Regions from separate parts of the Oryctolagus cuniculus genome. Here region 1 is linked to region 2. A link is a contact called in public Micro-C data. All regions are on one chromosome and are shown on one strand. Each heading gives the region's core, a stretch centred on a gene start, on an enhancer-like site or on the middle of the called end of the contact. The rest is flanking DNA. Distances are from core to core; before and after follow the strand shown. Region 1 has its middle 130 kb from the start of ANKH. Region 2 overlaps OTULIN (OTU deubiquitinase with linear linkage specificity).

Region 1 (5,205 bases), core at 2,146-4,645, 310 kb after region 2:
ATAAAGGCTTAACCAATAATTATTTATTGAGTACTTAAGGCATTTGTGGGAACAGTAGGTTTATTTGGCAGAATCACTGTCTTTAGATTCAAAATTGGTTGGACAGGGACTACACAGGCCCTAGAAGAACTGAAGGCAGTTGGTGATGGAAACCAAGCAAGCAGGCTGGATTAAGAAGCAGCATGGGATATACCATGATGGAAACAAGAGCTAGCACAGTACTAAGGCTTGGTTTTGAGTCCTTGTTGTGCCCCTAGTTTTCTATCCTGGACAAATCAGATCCTGTGCATCAACAAGGGAAGATGGTAATTGCCTGCCTTGTCAACCAACAGTGTTTTTGTAGAGATAAACATGAGAAAACACGTGGAGAGGACAGGAATACGAAACATGGGAGGTACCTGCATCAGGCTGAGGTTGTCCAGGCAAGCCTTTATCCTTTGTACTCAGATTCTTAAGTGATAGAGCTCTTAAGGGCTATTCACCAGCCCAAATGGAAATTAAAACAAAACATTATAAACAGGCCCCTTCTGAAATCGTTTTTTTTTTCTTTTGGCCATGAGAACAGAAAACAAGATATTTCCCCTTTAGCAAATAGTTCTTTATCTTCTCAATTGGAATCTGCAGGAGTGAGAGGTATTTGAACAGCTCTTGTGAAATCTTCTGGTACCAGGTGTGAAGAGAGAACTTTTCCATTGGGATGAGCAGGGCTTGTAACTGGGGGAAGCTGAGACCTCTGGTGACAGAGAATGCCAAGATCCTTCCCACCTGCGGTTCCCAGGAAGCCAGGACATCCGCATTTGTCTCTGTGACAATGTGGTAACCAATAGGAATCCTGGAAGGACCCTTTCAGGAAAACAAGCCAGAAACTGCTCTGGGCTTCCATCTCTGGGTGAAATTGGGTAGTGCTGATATGAGAAATTTGAGAAAAAGCAGGGAATAACTTTCGAAATTAGTCAGGGAAATTGACCAAAATTATTACTAACTTGTAGTCTATGGGAACATTTTAATTCCAGGAGGTTATGTGGGTTTTGCTTCATGATGGAAGCAATTAATTATAACATTTTAGGATTTTTTCCCCCACTAGACTTCTATCAAGTCGCTTTTTGTATAGCCATACTTCATTTGCAAAGATATAATAACACACACAAAAAGATTTCTTGTGTTGATTATGTGACCCTAATCATGATATCAAAAGACAATGATTTCCGTTGTCTTCTATTTAAAATAAAGCAATTGGAATACAATCCCTGTTTTTTTTCTCAGGGTAGAACATGGCCTAATGTAAGTACTGTAGGGCTCTTGTGCCAGAAGTAGAATAATGGGCAACATTTAGAAAATCACACCCTGGCGCCTTCCAGCCTGCTTGCACATTTTTTATTGTCTCATTTTGTGAGAAGCATTGTGCGTGGGTCGTAATCTATTAGCACCATCTAGTGGCAGTGGGCAAAGTCATCTCCCTTCACTGCCCCCCACCCCACCTCTGTCCAACAAATTGCAGCCAAAGCATAGCTGATTCTACTCCATTTATAGTCTTCCATCTAGCTTTGCTGGCACTTTTCACTCTGAAAATTAAAGGCATTGCACAAAGGGGTAACAACATAGGGGAGATGTGCACAAACCAGTTGTAATGAGAACACTGCTTATACTAATAATCACTGATGTTTATTGAGCTCTAAGTAAAGCATGAAAGACTAGGTACTAAATGCATGTCATATTTTATTCCAGCTTCATGAGGCTCTGCCAGGTAGATATTATTCTTATTATCCCTATTTTACAGGTAAGGAAGCTGAGGCTGTGTCCCTGGGGCAACTAGAGTCCTCACAGAACCTCAGTGTGTTCTAGAAAATGGAGACAATAATACCTTAGCCATTGAAGAGGATGAGTTAGTGGTATTCGTAGAGATATATGTGTGCATAGTGTTTGCATTATGGGGTCATTGAGGGGCCATTGTAAGATTTCTATCTTACTTTTCTTTTTTGAATTTGTATATTTATATTTTAATTTGCTTGAATGCCAAAATCATACAGTGACTGGAGTCCTTCACTACTCTCTCAGGGCCTCAAAACCCTTTGTGACTGAAAAAAAATGGTACAAGAAAGATTTGTTTCAGGGTTCAGTAGTGAATCTACGTCCTTATATTGTAATACCTGGGTTCTGCATCCGTCTCTGGCTCCCTATCCCAGCTGCCTGCCAGTGTAGACATTGGAAGGAAGTGGTTGGTCCTCTGATACCCACGTGGGGAGACCTGATGAGTTCCTGGCTTGTGCTTCAGCCCGTCCCATTGACCAGTGCAGGCATTTTGGGAGTGAATCAGCAGATGGAAGTGCTCTCTCAAATAATAATAATAATAATAATAATAATGGTAATAGACTAATACAACTGCATGAAAACATTCTAATTAGATCAATACAACCTTCGAAAGCAGATATAGGCTTAATTTATGCTCACCATATGATATTTTGAGGAATAACATAGATATATGCTCAGAAGGATTAAAAAAAGCCATGCTTTTCATGTACAATGAACTATTTATGTACTAACTAACCAAAGCACAATGACAGGAGAATCATGAAGTCCATTTCAATAGTGTGTATTTTCTCTCCTGCATTCCTTTCTAGAGATTCGTTGTATGGTGTTATGAATATGGAAAATTATGTTCTCAAAGGGAAATGTAAGAAGTAGAACAGCTAATAAATAGATGTCAGGACCAGCATCACCAATAGCTCGTGCATCTGACCCTTCCTATAACCTTAGATGATTCACTTTATGGTAGTGTCTCAGCTTCTCCATCTTTAAAAAAGTTATAAAATTTGCCTCTAATTAAAGTCTTGATTTTTTTCCTTAAAGCACTAGAGAAGTTGAGTCCAGTGGAAAAACTGAAAGACTTGAGGGTATGACTTAGCCTGTGCTAGGGATTTTATAGGCAGTTCATCAAGGATTTTTTTTCCAAGGGATTTGCACAATACGCAAAATGTATTTTAAGCAGACCGCCTAGGACTGGAGGCTGAGCACAATAACCTGTCCCCAAAGCAATTATCACATCAGGACACACCCGCTGGGATTCAATGCGCCTATTTAAAGTCTGTCCAAACACCACAGCCCACGTCCATAATGGCTTTGGCAGAGGGTAGAAACAAGCCTCTGCCGAGAACCTTATTTAACTGAGCAGGAAATGGATGTTTTCTGAACCGAAGTTTGGAAGTCAAGAAATACCTATTTTGTGAACAAGATTTATGGTTTCATTTCTTTGAGAAGAAACAGTGAATGGCAAATGAACACAAATTAATTCCATGCCGACATCGCAGCTCTGGAGCCTGTTTTCCAGTGGGGTTGAGGCTGTCTGTGGAGCCGGTGGGCTTGTGGGGTGATCTGGATGAACCTCGGGGACTTTCCTCAGCATGTTGAATTATTTTCTCCTCTCTGCATCTCTGCGATTTCCGGAATATGATTCAGCTGAGGCTTTGTCGTCCCCAGGAAGTCTTTACTGATTCCTCCTGCCCCTCCCACTGCATTACAAGTTCCTTTTTTGCACTGTGTACTTTTCACGGGTTTCCATATTGGTTTGGAATAATCCTCTTTTCCAGTGGGCTGTGAGTTACGGATGATTGTGGACACTGCTTCATTCTTTGTTTCTGCCATCTGTAGCACAGTGTTGTTCACCAAATGATGGCTGTATAGATGGATAAAGGGAGGGAGTGCTGCCATTACCATTCGAGGCTTGGTACAGTGTAGGTGGTGACACTTGGAATCCAAACAAACAGCACCAGTCAAAGGCCACTCTTGTTGATGCATGACTAACTCGTCCCACTCTTGCGTCACTCAAAGACTGAGCGTTGAGCAGTTCAGGAAGCTCTGTGGTTCCAGGCAGTCCGTGTATTTTGGCCCTCCTGGATTCTTGCAGTTGCCCTCTGCAGTGATGTGGGTAGGCAGGGAGGAGGGATGGCGAGAAGCCCAAAGTAATTTCTCAACAATAAAAGCCTGTCTTCTCGAAGGGCTTCTTGTTCCTTAGCTTTAAAAGAAAATACTACCTTAACACATCATTCCTTAAATCACCTTTTTAAGAGGCAAGAATCATGGGAAACCACTTAACAAAGGTAGTCAAGAGTTACTCTGGTTCGATGTAATTTAGGGGAAAAGCTATCTTGGCTCCGGGCCGAGCTGTTGGTTTTCTCTGCACGTCTCAGAGTTGGGGGTACTGTGCAGGCAAACCAGGCGCATCAGCAGGCGGGTCAGGGGGACGGCAGAGCAGGGTGCCTGGCGTCAGCATCAAAGACAGTTTGACCAGAGGCCGAGGAAAGAAGCAGAAGCCTGCAAAGTTATGAGCTGGGCTTGAGAAAGGAGATGGAAATTAAGATTTAAAAAGCAACAAAGATGACATGGTTTCCTAACTGTGATATATATAAATGTGTGTGTGTGTGTGTGTGTGTGTGTGTGTGTATTCTCCAGGGAAGCTCCAATTGGTTCAAAAGTATGCCTCATTTACATTATAATGATGCATTTAGATTATTCCAGTATTTGGAATATTAAGATACTTTTGTGAGAGAATGCCTTTAATTAAAATTATTGCCCACCCCCCTCCCCAATTTTTATAATTGTCCCCTCTGCACAAAGGGACAGACCCCTTGAGATGGGCTCAGCTTTGTGGCAGTTGAATGCCCATGGCCTCAGACCCAAGGCCCACCGGCCTCTGTGACTCCCTGCCCCTGGTGTTTACTTCCGTATACTCCATGACCTTTGCCAAGGGACTAACAGAGACCAAATAGTAACATAACGGCAAACTCCTTATTCATAAGAAAGGCATTTCTTTGAGTGGAAACAGACTTTTCAAAAGCATCCTTTGCCATATTTTCATTGCAACAATAAAGAATAAGTAAATAATTTCTGAGTTGATGCTATAGCTTCCTTTTTAGAAGTGTTGCTTTTAGTTTGTTCTTCCCACCAATCTGCCACTGAAGAGAAGTACAAAATAGTCCTGGAAGCAGCATGGTTTTTTGCACCTGCTAGATGAACCATATCTGACTATGAGATTTCCTTATAGAAGCACTGTAAGGACAACAGTAGTATAATAAAATCGTGGATGCACAGAGCTATTTCCTGACACCTACTCCTTCTCAGGCACCACCCTAAATACATTTGGTTTAACCTGAGAGGTTTTGCTCATCTGAATGTTTACCAGTGTCTGGATGTGGAGACAGATCCAGAGAG
Region 2 (5,412 bases), core at 1,664-4,163:
GTTTTAGCTGCAGTTCGCAAAATTAGTACTCTCTGGAGTAGTGTGAGGATTGGTTTAGTAGGCGACTGAACTGGAAGAGAGATGATTGATAGCATGTGGGAGAGAGTCTTCCTGAGGAGGCAAGTGTCAGGGGCTATGTCCTTGGCCTTGCCTTCTTTACTCTTTTATATACACCACGTGGGAAAGATAGACCAGAAAGTCATGTGTTGTTGTATTGACACAGTTATGTCCCATGGTAGGTTGGATGATAGAATGTCCTGAAGGATTTGGGTAGGCAGGAATGATTGGTTAGAACTGACAGTGTGACATCAGTTGGAAGAAAATCGAAAGGCCTGGGGTTGGTGTTGTGGAAAGGCAGATTAAGCTGCTACCCATGACCCAGGTGTCCCATGTGGGCACCAGTTCATGTCCTGGCTGCTCCACTTCTAATCCAGCTTCCTGCTAAGGCATCTGGGAAAGCAGTGCAAGATGGCCCAAGCCCTTGGGCCCCTGCACCCACCTAGGAGACCTGGATGAAGCTCCTGGCTTTGGTCTGGCCCAGCCCTGACTATTCATTGTGGCTATTTGGGGAGTGAACCAGCAGATGGAAACTATTGCTTTCTGTCTCTGTCTCTGTCTCTCTAATGCTGCCTTTCAAATCTTTTTTAAAAGGAGAAAAAAAATTTGAAGTCCTTTGCTCAAAACAAACTCAGAAGTGCTAGCTGTGGGAGAGCTAATAGTTTATGAAAAGAGAAGGAAGTCTGGGTTTTAATTGATTGCAGCAACTGTGAGCCCACCTGAAATTTTAGTGAAGCCCTGGTGCAGTTTAAAAGGAAAATTTTAAGAATCAGGCTGTGGCTGCCCACCTTTAGCTGGGCTGGTCAGCAGTACCCAGGAGCAGATGAGCATGTGCGTGATATTTTTGGGGGCAGTTGAAGGCACTGGGGTATTTGCCTAGAATAGAGAGACTTTGAGGGAAGTTGTTGCCTACTCAGCTAGTTAGAGGTCTGTTTGTGCACAAGGGATCACCTAACTCCAAAGGGCAAAACCAGGAGTCTCAGGTGGAGGTCTGTGATGTCCCGCAGGTATCTAGTTTATAAAAGCAGTATAAAATCAGCATCTATATAAACTGTCAACACAGTATTTGGGAATGAAATTTTCTTCTAAGTAAAGATATATATAATCTCAGGTGGAGTTTTCAGTATTAACATATTTCTTTGATATAGAGGCAAAAGAAATTGCTAGACTAGGTTGTTTTTCCTTTGTAAATGACATTAGAAATAAATAATATTTCAGAATTGTTACTTAGTTGGCAAATGCATGCCCGTGGATGGACACTGCTAGAAAAACTAACAATGATGGCACTGACAACCATAGCCTAGTTTATAGATGGTGACATAAATCCTCTTTAAGAATTTTAGGCTGTTTTGTTTTTGAGCCCTTAACTTTATGGGGCTAATTAGATTTCTGGACTTAATTAACACTGAATTTGACTTTTTCTTTACAAGAAACTGGTGCAAATAGTGCCTTAGAGAGTTAAGCATATAAAATACACCCTAAAGAAAGTAAAGCTCTGCATCCCTGTGTGATCACATCATTTGCCACATTAAAAATAGGTCAGGAACACAGTAGGCTGTGTTTGGTCTCTGAACAGTATTAGAAAGTGTTGCATGTGTGAGTGAGGGGCCTTTAAGGTGGTTTTCCTGACCTAATTTGAGGGATGTGAAAATAGTATTTAAATTCTCAAGTGTCTTTCTAATTTCTTCCTTTTTCTAAGTATATCAGCCGTCATGCTTTGCTCTGAGGAGCACAGAGTAGTTAGTTGGTCAAAGCGCTATGTATCTTCTGTTATTGAATGCCAGGAGGCCTGTGTCAAGGGGGAAAAACACTGTTCAGCCTGCGAGTTTAGTATTTACCTTTCCTATATACTGTGGGTCTGCTTCATACCAGCTGAAGAGATAACTTCTCATCCCAGAAGCCTTGTCCTTGTTTTGATGTCCCAGGCCCCAGCAATTTACCATAGTGTGAACATTTGATTGACACAGTCTGTTATGTTATTTGGCTTCCATGTCTTGACAGGTGACAGACTGACCATCCACTTTGTAGTTGAGGAGCCAGTAGAGGACGGAAAGAGTCTACAAACTTAGTCTGATTATACTTAAGCAGACTGCCTTTTTAAAAAAAAAAATTATTTTATTTTATTTTAAAGAGCTAGAAAGGGAAGGGGAGAGGGACTGAGGGGAAGGGAAAGGGGGGAGATTTTCCATTTGTTGGTTCACTCCCCAAATGACCACAACAGCCAGGACTGGTCAAAGCCAAAGCCAGGAGCCAGGAACTCCACCCTGGTCTCCCACATGGTTGGCAGGATCCCAGGTACTTGGATCAGCTTCCATTGCCTTCCCAGGTGCATTAGCAGGAAGCTGGATCAGAAGAGTAACTGGGACTCAACCTGGCACTCCAGTATGGAATGCAGGCATGGTAAATGGCAGCTACACCCACTGTACCACAACTCCATCACTTAACCAGACTGCTTTTTAACTTCCTTCCAGTTGTCCCTCAGAGTCTCTGTGGTAGCCTTTCCATTTCTCTCTTACTCAGAACCCTCCTCCGGCAATTATCTTGGAAAGTCGCCTCTGATAAGGGGTTCCTCCAGTGAGCAAGTGTGCAGTGCAAGAAGTTAGGGCTGGAACTTCTAGTTGAACCTGCTTCCATCTGCAGATGGAGAGTTGCTCTGTGGCATTTTGCCATCTTCTCTTTCTCCTAGAACATCATCTGGTTTGAGGATACTGAAGGGAAGCAGGAGGGCTAGACTGAGCAGCCTTCTCCTTAACCTAGGCTCCGTGGAAGAGACCCTGGACTTCCTGCCTGCTGGCTCAGCTTCTCTGGCCTTGCCCTGTTCTCTGCCTGTGAGTTGAGCTTTGTCTTTACTGTGGCTTCTGGCAGTCCAGCTGTCCCCTCGTCTTCTGTCATCCTGCTTGGGTTTCCTGTTTGTTGTTCCTGTTTCTGTACAGACTCTAGTTTCTGTGTTTGACTGTAGTTGGGTCATTTGACTCCAAACGCAACCTTTAGAAATGGCTTGGTGTGGCTATTTTCCTACTTCATTTTTTTTAGCTGTATTGAGGCAGAAAGAACTGACAGAGTCCTTCTACCCTTTGGTTTACTCCCCAGATACCCACGTGGCTAGGGTTGGGCTGGGCTGGGCTGGGCTGAACCTAGGAGCCAGGAACTCAATCCAGGTCTCCCATATGGATGGCAGGAACCCAACTTTGTGAGCCCTCACTGTTGCCTCCAGGATCTACATTAGCAGATTAGAGTGGAGCCTGAAATTGAAATCAGGTATTCCAGAGTGACATACGGACATCTTAATGGTGAGGCTAAGTGCCCACCCCAGCAGTACTCCAGTGCCTAAGAGGGGGTCTTTTGAAACAGAGGTCCATTGGTTTCTAAGTTTGCCAAACTTTGGGGTATCTCTGAATGTTTAGGACCTCTGACAGCGTGTGCTAGCATAAGAGGTGCTCTATCAAACTCTTTTTTTTATGAGTTGGGCATGACACATTTTTGTTGTTTTCTCAGTAGTGATGTCAGCTATTACAGGCAGTTGCTAGAGAAACAGTGTTTTTTAGTTCAGTCATGAAGGAAATGACACCTAATACTTACTGTATTAAATATTTCTAATCATTATTTCTTTCATAAATCTCCCTTTTTCTAACAGAAGTCCAATCTCTGTACTTAGTAGAAAAGAATGACTATATGTATGCATTTTATGTTATGCTTTGAAAGCATATAAAATAATGTTCATTTTGGGGGGAATAATTCTAACTTCACTATTTTCTACACTTGGTCTTAGCCAAAAGGCCGAGAAGTGATTCTAACTTCACTATTTTATAATAGTTCTTCTTATGCCTCATGTTTAGGAATTTCTCCCAGATTTCCTCATCTGCTGGAAGTATGCAGCCTCGAACTGGATAATTACTCTTGCAACAGTGTGACCCATATATGAACAGGACTAGGAAACTGACTTGTATTCTGTTTTCCTCTGTAGTCAGACCTTCGGGAGGCATCAAATAGTTCAGCTGAGGACTGTACTTGTGTTTTAGATGCTGTACAGTGCTACTTGACACTCGGCCTGTCTTCTGTTCCTCCTCCCCAAGCCCACTTCTGCATAACCAGTGTTTTTTGTTCCATTGTGGTTTTGTGCCCAGTTGTAATTCCAACTGGTTGCCACCCGGGGGCATGTTAGGTTCTGGTGATCAGTCTGAGAGACTGCAGTAAGAGTTTGACAGCAGAGCTGCCTGTGAGTTGAGCTGCTGCAGCTGCTCCGTGGAAGGTCATTTGTTGTAACCAGACGAGGCTCGGCCTCCCTCTTACTGATGTAGGTTGCCGCCTCTGTAGTAACAGGGAAGCATAATTTACATTCCTACTTTGGCTCTGTTTTTCTAGATATGAAACCACCTACATGTCATGTGATTGCTATAGATTGTGGAGGTGCAACCAGAATTACCATTGTGAAAGGGTCTTTTGAGCCTTAGCTTCCATACGGCTTCATCAGAAACTGTATTTATAACTGTTAGATTGCAGTTCCTCGTAGACTGTTGCAGAACTTAATTATTCTTTAATGACCCTTTGACTTGGAGGTGAATTTCATTTCTTAATTTTATAGTGGTGAAGTGACATGCCTATACCCAGCCTAATTACATGATTTTTCTCTGGACACACCCTGGACTGTTGGGAGAGTCTAATTTCCCATGCTGCCATTCATCAACTGTGTCTCAGCTTGCCTTTCAAACTCCAGATAATACTGATAACTAGAGGGACTCAAAATAACCAATCTTCCAGGGGTGTGGGGAAGGAAAGAAGCAACGTAGTAGTTCAGCTATCACTTCTTTTACGGGAGAAGTCGTTATAGCTTCCTTAGTTCTGTAGCTTATTCTCAGCTGCATTACAAAAATTTACTGTGTTTATTAGGCAACTAAACTGAATATAATATTTGAATACCAAACATTAGAGTATATGTTAATATTATTTGACAAAAAGATTATTTTCTACCTCTTTTTGGTAGACTGATGTTTTAACCTCACTTAGGATTGTCTTCCATGCCCAGAAGTGCACCAGGGAGGGGTTAGGAGGTGGCCAGTGAGCCCAGTAGCCTGCAGGTGGTTTGTGAGAAGTTGCAGTAGGTCCCCTGCCTTATCCTATTAAAGCTGTGTAGGACATCCTTGGCTGTGATTAGCTGTGGTTGGTGTTCTGTGGGATAGACTATGCTATTGTATTTAAACCAAAGGCCCTGTTTCACTCCAGCATCCCTCTGCAGAGTAGTGCCTTGTGGATCTAGGTTGATAGATTTAGATCCTCCACCCTAAACCCATATGCCCGATCTGCAGGGATTAATTCTAGGAATGGAATTAGGCTTTATCTGCTTCATGGTTTTTTACA

What was found. Hi-C and Micro-C count contacts between places; a contact is called where the count stands out from the background.
Region 1: a Micro-C map of ear pinna shows a contact between it and region 2, with 9 times the contacts expected there. The contact joins two enhancer-like sites. A contact is called at or near these places in 2 of 6 Hi-C or Micro-C datasets (ear pinna and an unstated tissue).

The regions. Positions count from the first base shown.
Region 1 is chr14:44,099,161-44,104,365 of mOryCun1.1, forward strand. No RefSeq gene overlaps it. Among named protein-coding and RNA genes, the nearest start is that of ANKH, 130 kb to the left of the region's middle. Within about 2 kb of position 3,396, at least 1 of the 8 cell types and tissues checked has an H3K27ac peak or open chromatin away from gene starts, as enhancers often do. A contact at or near this core is called in ear pinna, where this site is marked.
Region 2 is chr14:43,786,613-43,792,024 of mOryCun1.1, forward strand. All of the region lies in intron 3 of OTULIN (OTU deubiquitinase with linear linkage specificity), which reads left to right. Among named protein-coding and RNA genes, the nearest start is that of OTULIN, 22 kb to the left of the region's middle. Within about 2 kb of position 2,914, at least 1 of the 8 cell types and tissues checked has an H3K27ac peak or open chromatin away from gene starts, as enhancers often do. A contact at or near this core is called in ear pinna, where this site is marked.